2 separate regions of the Bicyclus anynana genome follow, and region 2 is linked to region 1. The links are chromatin contacts, called in public Hi-C maps. All regions are on one chromosome and are shown on one strand. Each heading gives the region's core, a stretch centred on a gene start, on an enhancer-like site or on the middle of the called end of the contact. The rest is flanking DNA. Distances are from core to core; before and after follow the strand shown. Region 1 has its middle 12 kb from the start of LOC112054591. Region 2 overlaps LOC112054591 (homeobox protein homothorax).

Region 1 (2,743 bases), core at 93-2,592:
CATACAGTTTTAGCTTCCTTACATTAAATGTGACATTTTTTAATATGTGAACTATAAACATAAACGCACAAATAACAAAGATATTAGTAATTTTGTTTGAACGCACATACAAATCTAACGATCATTAAGTATCTACGACGTCATTAATTCGTGCCATTATGTATGGGGCGTTTTTCAGGGATCCGCGACAGCGCCGCAAATCTGACTCTTTAAATCCCTGTAGCTCCGAAAGTAATGATCGCAGATACCTTGCTCCTTTTACAAAATTGCTTTACTATTAGCGTACTCTTAATTTATATACAATTAAAAAAAAACTGTTATCATCCCTATTCTACAACTATTCCTTCCAGGGTCGTATTTATCGTATCAGCCGTATCTTACGTGTTTCACTTCAGAAATTACAAAAGGCAAAAAAGCAATCTTATCTTTCTCGGGTTAATCCTAAAAAATTTACTAAATTAGAAATTTAGCCATTTTCTTTGTTTATTTCAATGTACCTACACTCGATGAAATAAAATTAGTATGTACCAACATTTTGGCACCAATTTTACATTGTGGTGATAGAGTTAGGCGTAAATAAAAAACTAAAGAGATTTTTCGGGATTTTTACTAGCCTTTGTAAATACAACGAGTAGACACAAGTTTTATTTACAAAACTGTGTTATGTGTAGAAGTTTTTAAAATCATGGTACACTTCAGTTCCATACATTTTTTACATGACAATTTTTTTTAACCGGGTCATCTAATGAAAAAAAAAATTATTGCACTCAAAGCTTCTTCTACAAAACAAATAAAACATTAGTATTTTTTTATTATTATTTATTTATTAAATTAGTACCTACTATAGTAAGTTGGTAATTGTGTCTAGTCACCTAGAGACAGTCTGGAACTGTGATAGCCCAGTGGATATGACCTCCGCCTCTGATTCTGGAGGTTGTGAGTTCGAATCCGGTCCAGGTCATGCACCTCCAACTTTTCAGTTGTGTGCATTTTAAGAAATGAAATATCACGTGTCTCAAACGGTGAAAGAAAACATCGTGAGGAAACCTGCATACCAGAGAATTTTCCTAATTCTCGGCGTATGTGATGTCTGCCAATCCGCCTAATGTACTATTGGCCTAACCCCTCTCATTCTAAGAGGAGACTCGAGCTCAGCAGTGAGCCGAATATGGGTTGATAACGAACGAACGAACCTAGAGTCAGCCAACGCCTTGGAAACCTGACGTCCATCGGCTCTTGGAACTAAATGCTACAATATATAATGAGACGCAATAATCCTTGTCAAATGAGTGTATTAGTTGTTAGATCACAAACTGTGCGTCTGTGCGTTTGTGCGTCTAATCCGGGCGGAGTGGAGCCCCGGTGCGGCGAGACATGTGCGCGCGCATCTGTGCTGCGTGCACAGTGTGGAGACGGCTTTCATATAACATATATATTTTATATATGTTATATGAAAGCCGTAAGAAAAATTAACGTGACAGACGGACACGCGAGTGATCTTTCAAGGGTTTATTTTTTGTATGTAATTATTGCGGAACCTTAAAGAACTAATTCCGTATTATCATTAAAATAGACAAACCATTTTAATGATCTTCTATTAAGGTTATGCATTTATCCATAAGTAAATTACTATTAGTGGCTAAACCCACCATCTGCTCCAATGATAATGGTTGAGCGATGGTTGAACGCGTTCTGAGAGGCACGGGGGTGTAAAACAACCAAAAAAAAAAATTCCCTACTTCAGGTTGAAAATTTTTACTAAGATTTTTTTCAAAGAAAGAAAGTATAATGTGTTCCGTAGACCAAAACTAGAATCCACGGTCTCATGATCCGATGTAACATAGACTAACCTTATTCCTAACTGTTATTGTTTTTTTTATTCTATCTTTACTACACATACAACTAACCAAAATCAATTCAAATCGTACTATCAGTTAAGAATGATCTACTGAGAATTGGAGCCAAAACAGTAACTTTCGACCGTAGTGCTGTGGCACTCAACAAAAATGTTCTGCATTCGATTCCCAGAACGGGTCAGCTTGAGATTTCGAAAATAAGCCGTCCCAAAAAAAAGGAAATTCATATCGCTTGATACAAACTCCGGTTTCTCATACATACCTATTTTTTTTTCCTGCGGGAATCGGCCTGTATGGACTCTTTGCTGGTACGCCAAGTGAATTAGCGTTTCGGTACGATGCCGCGTAGAAACCGTAAGTTTTCGTATTTCGTATTTAAGTCCATGCAACACCGAACATGTCCGATGAACCGAACTTGCTACGATCCTTGTAGGTACATATCCCTTCATCAAAATAACAAAGAATATCCCTACTTTATAAAAAGCCGTCTCCATAGTGTGCCAGCTCGCCCAAATCTTAACAAATGTAGACGCAGAGCTCAAGCCGGTATAATTATCCTTTATTTTTTCTCCCGCTCTAATTCCCGCCAAATGATACGTTCAGATTAACAACAGCTCTACGGTCTTGATTTTGTTCAAATTTGACAAACGTCGTGATGAAATATTAGCATATTTAATGAGTTACCTATACGTTCATTTTTTATAGTTTACGCAACCTTATGGTCTCATCTTCATCATAAGCTTATGGTCTCATCTTCATCATTATTACCCTCCCTCTTTACCAAAGGTTGCGTTAGAACACCAGCAACTGCAACACACATGCATTAAAAAATCAACATTCATTTCATTCTGGTAAGCTTAGTTTACAAGCACCAAAATTATATTACA
Region 2 (2,743 bases), core at 75-2,574, 380 kb after region 1:
TTTTGATGAACAGTTTGGATCGTGCCGCGTTGCAAGAACAGGTTCATGACTAAGGACCCCGTATGGGTTTGAAACTAGTCGGGTATACTCCGACGTTGTATCACGTGAGTTTTAATAATACTCAGTTTAAATTCTAAAATAATTAATTCTTGTCGTATCCTTCTCAGGTAGGTACCTACCTACGCTTTATACTTTCACCATTTAATACAAGCAACGATCGGTCTATACTGACTGCTATACCTAAAGCTGTTCTCAAAACCACCTTATCTTTGTATCTCAAGACATCCAAAGCAAAATGCTAGGTGTCGATTTAAAAAAAAAAACAAAACAGCCAAACAAAAAAAAATAACGTTCCCACGATAGAGTGGTCGCGAATCGGAAAATAAAAGAAAACTTAGTTCTCTATTTTTGATTTAGGTAAATAAACAATGGCGTAGATACCAACCCAAGGTGGACGCGTAAACTATTTTGATTAGAATGCGTTCCCGCCAAAAAGCCGCCATGATATTTCTCAACTTGTCAACTGCGCGTCGGTTTTTGCCGCCATTCCCCAAACTCGCCTTGAAGTCTTAATTCTGGGACTTTTTTCCGACCATAAACAATTTGCGATTTATAGATGGACAGATAGAACCATCGACAATAGTCATTTGACCATTTCCAATCGATCGAATGAGCAGTGATTTTTGGACACGACAATTTTTATTTTTGTGAATAATTTCCAATTTTTCGTAGATAGAGGACATTCATAAACGAAATTTATGTCTGGTGAGTCACTATTAGTTATAATGCTATAATGGTATAATGGTAAGTAACCACAGTTCAGATGTGGGCTCTGAGGCACCAGATTCAATTAAAGAAAAATGTTTTCTAAGAAGGTACCAAGTTACTATTTAAAAAAAGATAACCTTCTTAATGAATGAAATACCAAAATGGATATTACAAAACGTTTTTATATTTCTGAGGACAATATTTTAAAAAATAAGGCATAATCCTTCGTTAAAAGAAATGAAAATGAAACATAAATCAACCCTAACCCGTAACGTAATACAACAATACCTACTAATCGTAAAATTGGCGATAAATGTTTAAACAAAACGCAGCCAAACACCCAAACACCCAAACACCGCCAGATCGAGACATTATCAGAATTTACACCCAGTTATAACGTTTACGCAGAACCTAATCCGTCGTTTTCCTTTTTTGCGGACAGTCGAAGTGGAAAAACAAAGCATCGATCAAGCCCGCTCGCACTCACATAAATCAGATGGACGTGAAAGAGACAGGTGCAAGGACGGCCAGTCGATTTTACAAATGGGCGGAGCTCACTGTCGACAACGAAACAAAAGAGTGAAAAGGCGATAATCGCAAGTGCAACGTGCAGTGCGTACGAGCGAGAGGGTGGCTTTCCATTTTTTTTTATTCTAGCGCCGAGGAAACGCCAAGGCGGTTGGGAAATCTAGAGAAAAACGTGTAAGTGGGAATTGGTTAGGAGATTCGTTTGAGGTGTTGCCTGTTTTATTATTAATCCTTAGGTATGTTTGCACATGTCCGAATAGGTTTTCGAGTAATGTTTTCTTTTTATTATCATACCTGTGAATACCTGTAAAAAACGGCGTTTTATAATTTAGCTAAATTAAATAAGTCATCGATAAAATATGTTTCAGTTTATTAGGAATAAAAAAAATTTATACATTTTTCATTAAAGATCTTTAGTTTCCATTCCATTCATATGTGTTTTCCCATGTATGAACTGGAAAGACCAAGGTTTGATTCCCCGACCGGGTCAATTATGCGGGATTAAAATAAATTTTAAGACGCCAATAATCTCACCGAGTAGAAAGGTTAAGGCCTTTATAGAGCTGGAAAAGGAGGAAAATACAACAGACAGGTAATAAAAATTTAAAACTTCAAATACAATATGAGACAGATTACTTAACTAAAGATTTGTAAACTTTATCTAAAGTAATATTATAAAGGGATTTGATATATAATTTTGAAATTACTGGTAGGTACTATTTTAAAATGTGGGATTTGTTAAAAACTGAATTCCACGCAGATGAAGTCGCGAGCGTCCGCTAGTATAGGCTGTATTGTATCCCAAAGGAATCAGAATTATACGGGTGAAATCGCGCGGATCTACAGTTACTCTATAAAATGTGTTACTCCCCATCAACTAGACCAGCCGCGATGCAGTTTGATCGTGACCGTGAAGCGTGACCCGCCGTCACTCAGGCGTCGGCGCCATGATACGAAAATTGCTCAAATTGCTCAAATTGCTCGATGTGCTCAAATTACTCAAAACATGTTTAATTAACCAATTTGTTCCGTTTGTAACCGATTCAATTGTGAGCCGATGCGGTCGCGTGATGTTGGTGGAACCTATTCGATGCTGTCCATCTATATATACCTATCTACATACCTATTTACTTACTATTGTCCATGTGAAATATTTAAATTCGTTTACGTCAACCCATATTCGGCTCACTGCTGAGCTCGAGTCTCCTTTCAGAATGAGAGAGGTAAGGCCATTAGTCCACCACGCTGGCCCAATGCGGATTGGCAGACTTCACACACGCAGAAAATTAAGAAAATTCACAGATTTGCAGGTTTCCTCACGATGTTTTTCCTTCACCGAATGAGACATGTGATATTTAATATCTTAAAATTAAAATGGCAGATGTAAAATATCAAAATAAAGTTATTAATGGTAATAAGTACTTAGCAAATTCATTGGAAAAAGCAT

What was found. A called contact is a pair of places that touch in the nucleus more often than the background predicts.
Region 2: a Hi-C map of whole larva shows a contact between it and region 1, with 7 times the contacts expected there. The contact joins two enhancer-like sites. A contact is called at or near these places in 2 of 2 Hi-C or Micro-C datasets (whole body and whole larva).

What each region holds. Positions count from the first base shown.
Region 1 is chr21:13,210,744-13,213,486 of ilBicAnyn1.1, forward strand. No RefSeq gene overlaps it. Among protein-coding and RNA genes, the nearest start is that of LOC112054591, 12 kb to the right of the region's middle. Within about 2 kb of position 1,343, at least 2 of the 8 cell types and tissues checked have open chromatin away from gene starts, as enhancers often do.
Region 2 is chr21:13,590,712-13,593,454 of ilBicAnyn1.1, forward strand. The region is part of intron 11 of LOC112054591 (homeobox protein homothorax); the gene reads left to right. Among protein-coding and RNA genes, the nearest start is that of LOC112054612, 94 kb to the right of the region's middle. Within about 2 kb of position 1,325, at least 8 of the 8 cell types and tissues checked have open chromatin away from gene starts, as enhancers often do.